2 separate regions of the Mus musculus genome follow, and region 1 is linked to region 2. Evidence: chromatin contacts called from public Hi-C data. All regions are on one chromosome and are shown on one strand. Each heading gives the region's core, a stretch centred on a gene start, on an enhancer-like site or on the middle of the called end of the contact. The rest is flanking DNA. Distances are from core to core; before and after follow the strand shown. Region 1 holds the start of Tgfbi (transforming growth factor, beta induced). Region 2 has its middle 9.5 kb from the start of Gm32759.

Region 1 (7,313 bases), core at 3,516-6,015, 33 kb after region 2:
CATGGGACAAACACACAGACTGCCTGACAAGACAGACTTTCACCCTCAAAATGAGAGGCTCCTTCAAGTGGGCAAATCCAGAAAATGGAGCCAAAGGAAAAGCCCCAGCCCAGAAAAGTTAAGTAATCTGCCTGAGCAAGACTTGTTAAAGGTAACGTTGGTTATGGAAGTGTCAATATGTGTGCACTTGGGGTATGGGGGAGGGAGCTGTTGGGGCTGTGAGGGGAGGAGACAAGGAGGTTTGCCCTGCAGGAGCTGGCTGCCCATGGCATACATGGGCAAGCAGATGAGGGAAATCAGGGGAGTAATTCTGAAGGGGACTTGGGTGTCAGGTGCATGAAAGGTGAGTTGTATATCATGAAGTCTTTTCTATCGGTACTATGGATGGATTCTCCACCAATCTAGTCTTTTTCCCATATTTGCCAAACTTTCTGTATTAACTCGGTGTTCCTTTCTTTGTACATAGAAAGAAAAATATCAACAGAGAAGTCTGGATTTTCTTCCATAAATTCCCTTCCATAGTAGCTGTTAGGAGTGTCTAGGAGAGCCTTGTTTGATGGGTTGGGATAGAGAGGCGATGCTGAGAAGATGGATGAAGGGCTAGGGTAGGAGATGGTGTTCTGGAGCTGTCTGAGGGTCAATAAGAGGAGGAGCAACAGGAATCTGGGTGTACTAGGGTTAGAGAGGGATAGGAAACTTTGAAGGAAGGTTTGGAAAGAACATTTGTGTTGATAACAGAAGGCGTACGGGAATCAGAAGGAGAGGAGAGGTAAACCCATATGTACGGTTTCCAACCTTGAATGGTGCCATCAGCAAGGATGTCCAAAGGATGTGTGGGCTAGAGAGCTGCGTGAGTTCCTGACTTCAGGATGCACAGCCACCTGGTGCTGTCTAGCTCTCTGGACCGTTGCCCGCCCTGGAGAAAAAGATACACAGCCAGGGAAGCGGCGGAATGATGTGGTTAAACCTGGTCCCACAAGCCAGCCAACCACAGACCTTGGGCATCACTCTGCAGAGGTATTTGAGGTTAGGCAGTTAAAGCAACCCCAAGGATGCCCTGGGTTTTTCTCAGCGATTTCAGCTGAGCCAAATCAATGAAGCTCTCTTATGAAAAATCAATTTCCCTGGAAAACAAATTTGGGTTCTAACCAGCGAGTAACATTTGGCAAACTCTCATGAAGAAAACCAGTGTTTGGAGACAGGAAAACAGCAAGCCATTGAGCAGAGCAAACCTGGAGCCTGGTGCCGTTAGGGGCAAAACCTGGAAGCCTAGTATTGCTTTGGGGCTGTGACAGCTGCTGCTTCCATTGGCTGGGAAGTCCAAAGCTGTGGCTTTGTCTGAAGACCCAACTGTCACAAATCTTGGTCTGTCCTAGCCTCCCTTGGAGCCTTGGAAATGAGTGAGGATGGATGGGGTAGAGGGAAGAAGACGACCTGGAGCCCAATTTCCTGTCCCTGTGCAGAGTGCAGGGGTCACTATCAACAAGAAGACTTAGAGGAAAAGCCACTTGGTGGCCACACCTTGATGGTCATCCACATGGGAGCTAACCTCAACATGAGCTGAGATTTTTCTGGGGTAAATACTCCACTTTATTCCTTTTGGGTCAATCATTTGATTCATACCTTATCCTCACCTGAAGGTTGCCCATCTAACATCTAACAGGAGCCAGGGCTTCTAGGGAACCTCACTAAGGGACCCTGTCAAAATGTGGAGCCTCACTCTGTGGGTCTGCAGAGGGCCGCTTTCCTAACGCATTCTCCAATGTTGGGGATGCTGCCTTTCCGCACGTCACACCTGGAGTGGCAAGGCTGTGGGAGAGCTCTGGAAAGCTCACCTAGATCCCTAGTCAGCCCTTAAGTGTCACAAACAGGGCTGCTGCTTCTCGCCTACGCGCCTCACTCGCACGCACGCACGCACGCACGGGAGCACGGTGCTGCGTGACAAAAGAAGCATGTTGGTTTAATTTCCCATTCCTTCTAGGTTGCACACGGGGCAGTCTGGAGGGGCTGAGTGTCCTCTGGAAAAGCTTTGACCGTTTCCCTTGATGCTCAAGCATCTCACCGGGAACTTGGGGGTGGGAGGAGCAGAGCCTGAGCTGGCCTGATGCCCACCTTCACGTCCATAAACACAGGATCCCATGCAAAGGCTCATTGGAAACATTAGCTTGTCTTTTGCTGCTGAAGGGCCACTGTCTGCACAGTCTGAAGTTGTTTTCAAATAGCTCTTGGTGAGCTTGGTTGTGCCACTAAACACAAAGCAGCTATTTTTCTAAAGTACCTTGTAAAGGTCTAGTAATTATTGTTCCAAACAAGCCTCGTTTTCTCTTGTTTAGATTTTCTTCCGTGGAAAGAAAGAAAAAAAAAAGCTTCTCAAATGAAAGGTCTGTGTTCTGCCCTGGTGCCTCCAGGTCATGGGGCTGGAGGGCCTCCCTACCCAGCAACATCACCAGCAACATCACCCTCTTTGAAGCAGCAGCTATTACCATGGGGGGGTATGTTTACATTACTGCCTTTTATGGTTTGGGGCAGTGTGGAGCCTGCGGTGGAATTTTTAAAAATATCTAAACAGTAACTGAAGCATTACTGTGATCCCCGTACTGAGCTCATGGAAAAACTCGACTCATCGAATGTTAGTTTTATGGAGAGGGGAGTGAGGATGGGTGAGATCACTAACTAGCCTCGCTCAGACCCCTCCTCCATCTCTCGGGAGATGGGGGTGCTAGACTGGAAGGTGGAAAGTGTGCCTCCCAGACTCTTCCCCAAGTTAGCACGGCCACCTCTCCTGGCCTCCAGGGAGGCTTTCTGGGATCCAGCCCGCACTTGACTCTCTCTCTCCGGATGTTTTCCGGCACCCTAGACCAGACACTCATCGGATTCAGAGATGCGGCTTGCTTTCTAGCAGAGCGAATGTTGCTTAGGTGTGCTCTGTGTGCAGCCTTTCTCTCTGTTCCTCCATCAAGGCCTCCTTCCTCCCACTGCATCTCCCACCTCCACCCACTCGGTTATTAGCATCCTTCGAGGGACCACTCTCTGCTTGGACCTCCCCTCCAGCAAATCACTGATGCCTCTTGCTCCCTGTCCCCTCATTAAAGAATGGCTTCCAGATCTGGATCTCCACCTTTTACCCTTCCCTGGAGCCCTGGATTGGGCTGTCTGTGGACATTCCATCGAGATGAGTCATGTGCACCTCAAACTCATCAGGTCCCAAGCTACTCATCCGTCCCTGGCAACAGACACCCATCTCCGTGCCCTTCTTATGAAAAACAGCAGCAGCAGCAGCAGCAGCCACCACAGTGTCCGGAACTCAAACACCTTATGTATCCCTGATTCTTCTTTGTCCCTAGGCACATGGTGTACCAGTGGCTTTTCCCACTGCAGGGACAAGGCTTGACAAGAAGCAGTTCAGGAGAGGAGGTTTGTCTTTTGTCTCAGCTCACAGTTCAGAGCACAGTCCTTGTGGCTGGGAAGGCAGGCAGCAGGAGGCCGAGTGCTCACATCTCTCTGGGTTGCCAGGCAGAGTGTGGGATGTTCATGTTCACCTTATCCACCCCCCCCCTTTTATTCAACCCATGACCCTATCCCATGGCATGACGCCACCTTCATTCAAGACGGGTCTTTACCTTTGGACCACTGTTTTTCCCAAAACACCATTCAGTGATGAGCTTCGCCGATGCCCCTGGGCATTTGCCAGCCCAACCCAGTGGGCAATCAAGGTGAACCAGCACCTGTAGCTCCTATGTTCCCTTGAGACTATTGTCTTCTTCTAGACATACGTCCATCCCTTCTCCACTTCCACCACAGTCGCTCAAGCTCCAATGTGGTCCCCTCCTGCTCACTCGACCCTCCTGCTGCCTGCTCAGGACATCAACTGGGCCATTCCCTTGCTTCCTCAACACTGGCAGATTCTTAGCTTGGAGCCCTGATGATACACTGCTGTTTTCTGCTCTACTCTCCACCCAGCGCGCTTTGCTGAACTGGATGCCTGGGTCCTCTTAAACCATCCTCCTTTGGCCTGGCCAAATCCTGTTCTGCCTTCAGATCTAAAAGCGGCCGCTGCCATACTGTGCCATACTGTGCCTAGGTCAGGTGCCTACTCCAGACTCCTAATGCCCCAGCTGCCTCTCTACATCTTTGCTAGGCCCATGTTCTCCCAAGCACTGAGAGCTCACCCCTGGGACTAGTAGAAGCAGGTAAGGGGAGGGTGGTTAATAGATGCTAGGGCGAGTTCTCACCTCCCTACCATGTGACCGTTGGCATATTTCAAGCTCATCCAAGGCATGGTTCCTAGCCGATCTATCTCTTGGCAGCATCTACCTCACATTCACAGATCTTTATTGAAGCCAGGTGAGGGATTCCTGAATGCCAAGGTGTGAGCCCCACCCTTCCCACTTTTCTACGGTCTGTCAACAGGAAGACTTACTCCTCCTCTACAGTGTATCAGCAGGGCTGATGCATCTGGACTGCAGAGGCCAGTCTGTCCGTGCCTAAGTGTGAGGGAGTCAGCACAGACCCTCTGGCTTCCTGCAGTCTGCTAGAGAGCTATCTTCGGGCTCTAAGCATGAACACCTTAAGAAACTGAAACTTGAGGACTAGTTCCTTTGGACCCGCACTTTGTGCGAAGTGGGAGGGGGTGTGTGAGCTGGGCGGTGCAGGAGGGCGCGGGTGCTTAGTAGTGGCGTGGTCTGGGAGGCGCCGGCTGCCCTTCCCCTCCCTCTGCCGCTCCCTCCCTCGGGCTACTAAACCCAGCGCGCGCTGCCCCGCTGCTCTCACTTCACCAGCACCGCCCGCGCCTGCTTTCATCGTGGGTCCGCGCGTGCTCCAGCTCCATGGCGCTCCTCATGCGACTGCTGACCCTCGCTCTGGCACTGTCTGTGGGCCCCGCTGGGACCCTTGCAGGTCCCGCCAAGTCACCCTACCAGCTGGTGCTGCAGCATAGCCGGCTCCGGGGTCGCCAGCACGGGTAAGTCCCAGCCGCTCTGTGATGGGAGGCGTGAGCATAGGACAGGTCACTGAACTGCCAGTGTGCTCAGCTGGGGACATCATACCTGGCCAGGGGTGCGCGCGCGGGGGAGTGGAGGTGGGGGACGACAAAGCCCGAAGGAATATTAGCCATTGCATAGAAAGACCAAACCTGCGTGGAGGTTGATGAGATAAGGGGACACAGTGGAACAGTTTGTGAAGAAAGGGTTGGGGGCACTGGCCAGTGACCACAGAGTCAGACAAAAGTGCATGAAACAGTCTAGGGGACTATCAGTCTCCTTTCTTGACTCTAGGTAGAAGGGGGCGTTGGCAGCTCTCAACGCAGAATCACCATCACCCTGAGACAGTACCTACCTACCATAGAGGGGAAAACCAGGCAGGTCACTGTCCATTGATTCCAGGAGTGTTACTGGTCATACCTGGTGGCAGGACCCTAGCTAGGTGCCCACTACTCCTATGCATTTGGTATTGCTCTGCACCCAAACACTCAACACCAACAGTGCTTGCTGGCCAAAGATGTAGAGCAGGAGGCTTCACCACCCTTTATACATGCTAGACAGATTGGGAAACCGAGTCCTGAGAAGGAACCATTTTGCCCTGCAGTATGTCCTGGAGTCAGGACTGGCATCTGTCTTAAAGCGACAGGCAGCTTTGTAAACGTGGGACATTGGTGCTTCAGGTATTTCTCTGAGATGTTGCAGATGTGTAAGTTTTCGGAGACGCACTCTGGCCAAGGCTTTGCCCTGATGAAGAGCCTGGCATGGTATTTCTACACACAACCAGGTCATGCCTGCTCCAAACAGAGCCCAGCTTTGTTGCATGTCCAGACTACCTGGGTGTATGAACATCATTTATACTAGAGGAAAACTCTATGGGAAAAGTAGAGTACTGACTTCCGGGGAGGCCTGGTGCCCATGATCAGGCATTCGCACCCCAGGCTATTCCCAACTCTCCAACAGACTACACAGATCTATATTCAGATCTAAAGGAAAAACAAACCATGTGGCCAGTGGCGGTTGTCTTTTTAGACCCAGACACAGCTTCAGCCTCCAGCAACTGGGTAGACTCTGGACTCGAGTAAAGGATGCGAATTTTAGGGAGAAGTTACCTTTCTTCTGCATGTGGCTTTCCAGTCTCTTGTAGCCCCCCCAGATGTTCAGTGCTTGGGGCAAAACAAGTTGCTGGGTGCGGGACTGGCCACAGGCAGAACAGAACCAAGCCAGGCTTCACGGCCTCCTGAAAGGAGACAGGCAGTGGAAAAGGTCCTTGGGTCATATTTTAACTTAGGCTGTGGGTATGAAGGATTGAGAGGGCAGATAGGAAAAATGCAGATTTGAAGCCTCAGAGCCAAACATGGAAAGCCAGAGCATCTCTCATCCCTGCCCGGTTCACCTTTGGGTCCCACTGCCTTTCTTGAATGTTGCATTCAGTTCTGTTCCCTCCTTCCTCCTAACCACTAAGATCACCACAGGTCACCCTGCAGTGTCGTAACCCAGAGCTGCAATGTCAACAGCCACAGTGAAAGGTCTCTAGAGATATCGTGTAAGATCTATCTCTGAGGCCAGCCTCCTTCCCTTCAGAGCCCAGGACACTGTCAGGAAAACCAGTGCTTTAAGAAACTTCAGATGTGGACCAGTGAGGTGGCTCAGCTAAGGTCCGGGCTGCCAAGCCTGATGACCCACATGGAATAAGTGAACCAGCCTTCCAAATGTTGTGGGAAGCTCACTGTGGCATGTGCTTCCAACAAACACAAAATGAGCGAATGATTTCGATTCACTTCTCTGAGGTTCTTGCCCTGAGCTGGAAAACTTGTAGCAAGTAATCTACAATAGGCTGATGGATCAAGAGATGATGTGCTGAGCGGGAGGATGCATACCTTCCATCCCATCTACTCCTGAGGCTGGAAAAAGAGGCGGGCAATTCAAAAGGAGATCCCATCTCAAAATAAATATGAGAAAGACCACAGCAGCACCCTTCTCTAAGGGGAATCTGGATTCCCCAGAGGCACACAAGCAGTGGCAAATGGTTACAGGCATTGTTACATAGTTGCATTTACTCTGACCTAACTGTCCCTGAAAAACCACGGGACTGCCTGGCCTTGCACACATGGGTGTGGTACCTTGTGCAGATGGATAACCTTGTTCCAGCTCCAGCCCTTGATTCAAAGTGAGAGCTGGAGAAAAGGGAAGTTTGGGGAAGTGCAGGGTGTCCCGTGAGAGAGGGGAAGGACTCTGTACCTAGCCACTGGGCAGTAGTGCACAGTCATTCATGGCCCCGCTGCCTTTGCCTCCTCATGCCCCTGCCCCCAGCCACTGCAAAATTCCTATTTTACA
Region 2 (6,813 bases), core at 2,157-4,656:
TCAGCCAAACACACAGGGAAAGTGTCAGGGGTCAAGTGGCCCACAGTGACACGAGGCACAGGGGTGTGAGGAAACTGAAGGCTGAGCAGCGGTCCCCCTGGGTGTAACTCCTGTGAGGTCACAGTGAGTGTTGGCTCCTGGTGCCTATTATCAAGGGTTAGGGAAAGTTGTCTCCTTCCTTCTTTCTTGCCTCCTTGTCCCCTGGCTTCTGTTAGCTCAACTGACAGCTTTACCACATCCATTTCTTTGCCCAGAGGGTTCCCCCATGAGCTCAGAATGCCACTTCCCAAACATGTCCTAAGACAAAGACAAATCTCGTGTCCCAGCTCTCCATTCCCTCCCAAGACAGGGCCCCTCCCTCTTGATCTTACTTTCAAGCAAGGTTTTTCTCTGGGTTTCCTATCCCATGTTGGGAACAAATGACATGCTAATATGTTCAACTGATCCCATATGTGGTAGCTTTGGAAGGAGGTGCCAGACTGTGTGAGGGAAGTTATGGGGCAGTGGAGAGCATCCAGTATCCATGGCAATGTCATCCTGTTTAGCAAACACACTAAGAGAGTTGATGCTCAGGCAATCGAATGTAGCATAGAGGTAGACTGAGACAGGTCCAAGTTCAGAGCCAGGATTTTCCACTGGGGCATGGTGAGATGAAAATGGCCTTTATATACGTTGTGCCCTGAACATCATTGTACTCGTGAAGTAGGCTTTCCCAGACCATGCCTATGTATGCAACTGTCTCGTGTTTTCAGGAAGTAGCCACAACTCAGGATAATATCAAATTTCAGTTAGAAAATAGTCTCCATGTCTTTTCCCTGCAGTAAGTTGGAACATGCCTAATTCACCAAATATTTCATCTTTATTATTGTTTTATGGGGGGGGTATGTAAGTCCTTTAAGACAGAAACATTTATAAGGAAAATAAAGCCTTCTGTGTAAACCAGAAATACTTAGATAATGTGATCAGTGCTGATGAGAAGCTAAGTCCTTGGGCATGTCTCCCTGGTGATGTGGTGCCCATGGTATTCATCAAAACCCCCAGTGTCCAGCATCGTGCATCCTCTGCACGCTGCGGCTCAGGAGGAATTACCTGAAGTTTATGTCTCTTGAGCAAACTTGGCCCAGGAGAAAAGATCAAAAGCCATGGCGTGACGCTGTTCTCTGGTGGAAAATGGAAGGGCTGTGTTAGTCCATTCGGAATGCTTGGATGAAGCACTATAAACCCAGCTGCTTATAAACAACAGCCATTTATTTTTTTGCAGGCTGGAAGCTGGGATTTCCAAGATCAAGGGGCTGGCAGATGTGGCGTCTGGTAAGCAACTAGCTCCCGACTCACAGAGTGGAGCCTTTTCACCAAGACCTCTCATGAGCCTCTCTTCCCATTCATGAGCCTTTCAGATCCACAATCTAACCACCTATCAAAGGACCTATTTCTAATACTGTCCTGCCGGGTGGGAGTGGGGTATACCTTCAGACCTCAGCAACTTGCTCTCAGGATAGTAAAATCTACACATTTTAATTTTTACACGTATAAGAAATATCTAAAGAAATTAGAGGGTGACCTATTTTCTTGAGGACTTGAATGTTGAGTTGCTCCCAAGTTATCCACCCGAGTTTGTGTACTGCAAAGCTCTGAGGACATCTCAGGGCTTCTAAGTACAGTGAGTGACCAGTCTGTAAAGATCTGTGTATTATATCAACAAAGGCCATGCTTCCCTGGTTAACTTTATGATGACTTCATAAGGGAGGGGGAGGGTTTTTCCTGGTAGTCTGTGTTAGATCTTCAGTAAGAACATTTCTGTTTGAAATGCTATAAAAATGTAAAAGTTGTGTATCATCAAATTGCCCCGAAGGCTTGTGATGTCCAGGGTTATCCTCACACCAGCCATCCCCAGTTCAGCTGGACTGCTCACCAAAGCCAGTCACATCTGGGCTGGTTGACCATGGATGTTTCTTAGAACAAGGCAGGTAAGGGCAGGGGATTTTTTCCTGAAAATCCTACCAACCACTTGCATGCCGTTCTTGCCCCAACTGCTTGTGGCCTCAGGATCTCTGAGATATAAGTAGGGAGATATAGACTGGAGGAGGGGACTCTAGCTCCACATCATGCATGCTGGGTGCAGACCTTCCAGTGTGACTACTCTGCTGACAGTGGCTCCTCCACTAATCTATAAGTGAACCTAACACTTCCCCAGAGTAAACTTGGATTAAAGGATGCTTTGGTTTGTCCTTGAAACATAGAAGGAAGGTAGATATTGTTTATATCTCCCTGAGGGAAGAAATTTTAGCAATACCATGCCTAATCCATTGCAGTGTGTTCCCAAGTCTATGGTTTGGGTGTGTGTGTGTGTGTGTGTGTGTGTGCGTGTGTGTGTGTGTGTGTGTGTGTGTGTGTGTGTGTGTGTGTGATTCAAACTGCTTTCTGGTTGCCTAGATATATATATATTTGAGTACACAGTGTGCTAGGGAAAACAGGGTGCCTCCCACAGATCACCAAGCAGAGCTCACAAACCAGTCTGTGACAAGCGCTCAGCTGATCTTTGAGATCATGGAGAGCCTGGGAGTGCCCTGTCCAGGTCTGCCTGTAAGAAAAGGCTAAAAGGCCCACTCTCTTTTCGATGATCTTTGGAATTACTAGAACCAGGAAAGCGATTTTTTTAGCTAAGGACACTTTTGTCTTCTTTTCTTGTCTACCGTTCATTCTGCCAGACTGAAAGAGGCTATTTGGGGCTGTCTCATGCAGAAGAACTTGAGGTAGGCTCGTGTGGAGGAACATTAGAGGACACTTTTGTCTTCTTTTCTTGTCTAACATTCATTCTGCCAGACTGAAAGAGGCTATTTGGGGCTGTCTCATGCAGAAGAACTTGAGGTAGGCTCCTGTGGAGGAACATTAGTCGGAGGCTCCTTGCAGACAGGACCAAGACAAGGAAGCTAGTTGGGCCTCCTCTGTACTCTCACTCGGAGGTGGTTGTCCAGCCTTGTTCCTGTTAGCCTGCAGTTCAGTCTCCCAGCCCAAGAGGGCGCTCTTACTCACCAGAGCACCTAGGCTCATCTCAGCAAAGTAAAACAACCTCCCCTTTGTGCGGCCTGAAAACCACATCTCTGGTGTCTGGCTTAGGTCTCCTTCTGATCTGTTTACCCCCAGACCTCTCGTGTCAGGTCTTCATTTGCCAAGTTACAGAGAGAAGAGTCTCCAGTCCATGATTCTGCCGTATTCCACTCGGTCACGTGAAGGGGGCAGATGGGGTGGGGATGCAGGCCGGGGAGCCAGAGGCCACGTGGAGCAGGACATAACTCACTTTATCTCAGCAATGCAGGCATTTGTGTTTGAGAAGAGCGTTCTTCCTCCCTAGGAAAGAACATCTGGAACATTCTTCCAAATGAGGATCAAAACAATGACTTCAGATGAAGCAGCCTCACTGGAGTAAACACAGCCCAGAGGATCCCATGAAGCAGTTCTGCGTGGACTCTGCCAGAAAGCGGACTCTGGGGCTGGGATTTCAGGCCAGCTCAGAGTTACACCCCTGCTCTCTTGAAAAAGGCTCTGAACCCGTGGACACTACTGGGAAGGGCCTTAGAGATGGGCTCAGTTGCCACCCAAGAGCAGAAGGGACCCCATGACAAACAGGGCACCTACAGCCTTCTGCCCTGTGGCCCTAGTCCCTCCTCTCAGAATGCCTGCATATTCGACAGTCAGCCTTGTCCTGGACCAGACAATTCAGCAATCACATTTGTTGACTAAAAATCAGCCTATCTGCAATATAAATATTCCTTTCAAGTAGCCACATTACTCTATCTGTGGAACATGTAGAAGGCCTGCTCTGTGTCACTTTTCTGTTCAAATGCAGTCCTTACAGAATCCCAGCTACTCAACAACATCTGCTCCGAATGTCTCTAGGATTTATGTGGCCACATGGCCAACTCCATGTATAAATGCAGATTCGGAGCGGGTTCTCATCCAGGATACAGTGAAAGCATCTAGGTCTGCCATCCGGTTTGTTTCATGTCTTAGGACATCACACTGTCAACCAGATGCCCATATATCCAAGTTTGTTATTTCGGTCAGTGATGCACGATGGCTTCAGATGTATATGCTCCCAGTAATTAATTCTGAATAGAGTATTTGGCATTAAGTCATCCCATGACTGCTGTGGGCAAGAGAGAAGTAACAGGTTCTATTAATTCCACTTGGCAGCTGGAAACTCTTAGTTACAACAAATCCAAGCAACCAGTGCTCACACAGGTATTGACACACACACACACACACACACACACACACACACACACACACACAAATCACATACACTCTTACACAAACTTATATACATACACACATATTCACATGCACACATGCACACACTAATGCACACATACATGTATATACACACACTCACATACATAAATATACTGTACTGGATGGTTTTGTGTGTCAACTTGACACAAGCTCGAGTTATCACAGAGAAAGGAGCCTCCCTTGAGGAAATGCCTCCATGAGATCCAGCTGTAAGACATTTTCTCTCTCTCTCTCTCTCTCTCTCTCTCTCTCTCCCTTTCTCTTTTAGAGTTTATTCAGAGCATGGGGAGGGGAGTTGAGAGAGTAGTAGAGACAGAGAAAGGGAGAGAGAGAGAGGGAGAGAGACAGAGAGAGACAGAGAGAGAAACACAGAGAGAGACAGAGAGAGATTAAAAGAACAAAGGAGCAGAGGAGTAGAGACCGGTATTGAGCATGTGGAGAGAGAGAGGGGAGGGGAATGGGGAGAGAGGGGGAGAAGGAACAAGAGAGCAAGAGGACATTTTCTCAATTAGTATCAAGGGGGGGGCCCATTGTAGGTGGTGCCATCCCTGGGCTGGTAGTCCTGGGTTCTATAAGAAAGCAAGCTGAGCAAGCCAGGGGAAGCAAGCCAGTAAGCAGCATCCCTCCATGGCCTCTGCATCAGCTCCTGCTTTCTGACCTGCTTGAGTTCCTGTCCTGACTTCCTTTCATGATGAACAGCAATGTGGAAATGTAAGCTGAATAAACCCTTTCCTCCCCAACTTGCTTCTTAGTCATGATGTTTTGTGCAGGAGTACAAATCTTGACTAAGACACATACTAACACATGTATGAAACTCACACATACTTATATACGCACACACACAAAGACTCCTACACACATATATATTTATTCACACAGCACATACACACATTTATTCCTTTTGGTGGATATGTTCATCTCAAACACAGAAACTGTGTTAATAAAATAAGAAAAGTGTCTTTCTGCTCTCTCGGGCCACATCCCCAACCCCCACTCCTCATTCATTAGGATCTCAGTAGAGATGTCACCTAGGAGAGGGAACAGGCAGGTGCGTTTTGTCACTCTCATCAATACTGAATCAGATCTCCTGGTATCTCTGCCCTCCACACACACTACTCCACATATGAGCACACACACACCAGGGCTTGAAAAGGGAGTTTGCCCTTCTGTCTTCAGCCAAGTGAGGGCAGCATTCCTTCCCTTCAGAGGACACAGCATCCATGCACCATAGTGGAAACAGAAGTAGCCCTGCCCCAACAGCTGCCCTGTAGCTGCCTTGACCTGGACTCCCAGCCATCAGGAATTCTGTCATGTGTCACATCACTCACACCCCATCCAAGCCTCGCGGTACTCTCCACTTAAGTTCATTACACAGCGGCCAGGAGGAGAGGGATTGACCTGTTCCCGTTACATCTGCACTGTTTCCCTGCTTGGTAAAGGAGCTGAGGCATGGTATGGCATCCCCCCCCCCCCATCTTACCAGGTCCAGCTTAGTACTCAAGAGAAGGGTATTGCATGGACATAGACTTTTGGTCCCTTCTGGAATTCTGCCGACATGGTTTTTCCTTTGATTCCATTTCTGAATTTGAAAGAGAGAGGTTTGGGGCTGGAGAGAGATGGCTCAGTAGTTAAGAGAACTGGCTCATCTTCAAGAGGTCCTGAGTTCAATTCCCAGCAACCACATGGTGGCTCACAACCAGTTATAACTGTAGACCCAGAGGATCCCATGCTCTCTTCTGGTGTGTAGACATACACGTAGACAGAAAACACATATACATTAAATACATAGATAAATAAATAAATTTTTTTTAAAAAGGAAAGGAGAGAGAGACAGACAGACAGACAGGGGACAGGCTTAGGGCTAGCTGCTCTCAGCTTCTGCTCTGCATTCCCACCTTGGTTGGCTGTCTATCTTCATTTTATGGTATGGACTTGGGGTGTAAACATTATGTCCAGTTATCTCAACCAAACTACATCCTGACAATCACGGGCAAGGTAGACTGGGAATCATGTAGAAAAATGCATGCTGAAGGAACGAACAGGCAGGGGACAGCAGGCAGCTCTGTGTAAGGGGGCAAGGCCTGGAGTTCTCCTTGGAACCATTGTATACATTCTATTCTCCTAAGCAGCAGGTAACTGCACTGCAGTGTATCTACAAGTCTGTTGTGGCCAATGAAATGGGAGTGAGTGCAAAGCCAGTGTGTGTGTGTGTGTGTGTGTGTGTGTGTGTGTGTATGTGTGTGTGCATATGTGTGCCTATTAGTGTGTGTGCATGCATGCATGTGTGTGTGCATGTGAAGCCATGCTTGTGTGTGTATGTGTGTGTGCGTGTGTGTGTCTATGAGTGTGTGTGCATGCAGGTATGTGCATGTATGCCCATGCTTGTGTGTGCATGCATGTGTGTGTCTGTGTGTGCATGTGTGTATATGAGTGTGTGTGCATGCATGTGTGTGAGTGTATGTGAGTGTGCATGCATGTGTGTTAGTCCATGCTTGTGTGTGTGGACGTGTGCATATGTGT

What was found. Hi-C and Micro-C count contacts between places; a contact is called where the count stands out from the background.
Region 1: a contact with region 2 is called in a Hi-C map of uterus, with 1.8 times the contacts expected there. The contact joins the promoter of Tgfbi here to the enhancer-like site in region 2. A contact is called at or near these places in 3 of 39 promoter capture datasets (macrophages, maxillary cranial neural crest and second pharyngeal arch cranial neural crest), 2 of 15 datasets of contacts at CTCF or cohesin (the NIH/3T3 cell line and large pre-B cells), 23 of 484 Hi-C or Micro-C datasets (the C2C12 cell line, the N1E-115 cell line, Sertoli cells and 14 more), 14 of 115 datasets of contacts at active chromatin or transcription factors (the HPC-7 cell line, acute myeloid leukemia, bone marrow-derived macrophages and 9 more) and 1 of 9 other capture datasets (adipose tissue).

The regions. Positions count from the first base shown.
Region 1 is chr13:56,604,821-56,612,133 of GRCm38.p6, forward strand. It overlaps Tgfbi (transforming growth factor, beta induced), which reads left to right and starts at 4,766. Exons shown (of 17, transcript NM_009369.5): 1 at 4,766-4,960. The coding sequence starts at 4,827.
Region 2 is chr13:56,572,780-56,579,592 of GRCm38.p6, forward strand. No RefSeq gene overlaps it. Among named protein-coding and RNA genes, the nearest start is that of Gm32759, 9.5 kb to the right of the region's middle. Within about 2 kb of position 3,407, at least 68 of the 459 cell types and tissues checked have an H3K27ac peak or open chromatin away from gene starts, as enhancers often do. A contact at or near this core is called in the HPC-7 cell line, the N1E-115 cell line, adipose tissue and 8 more, where this site is marked.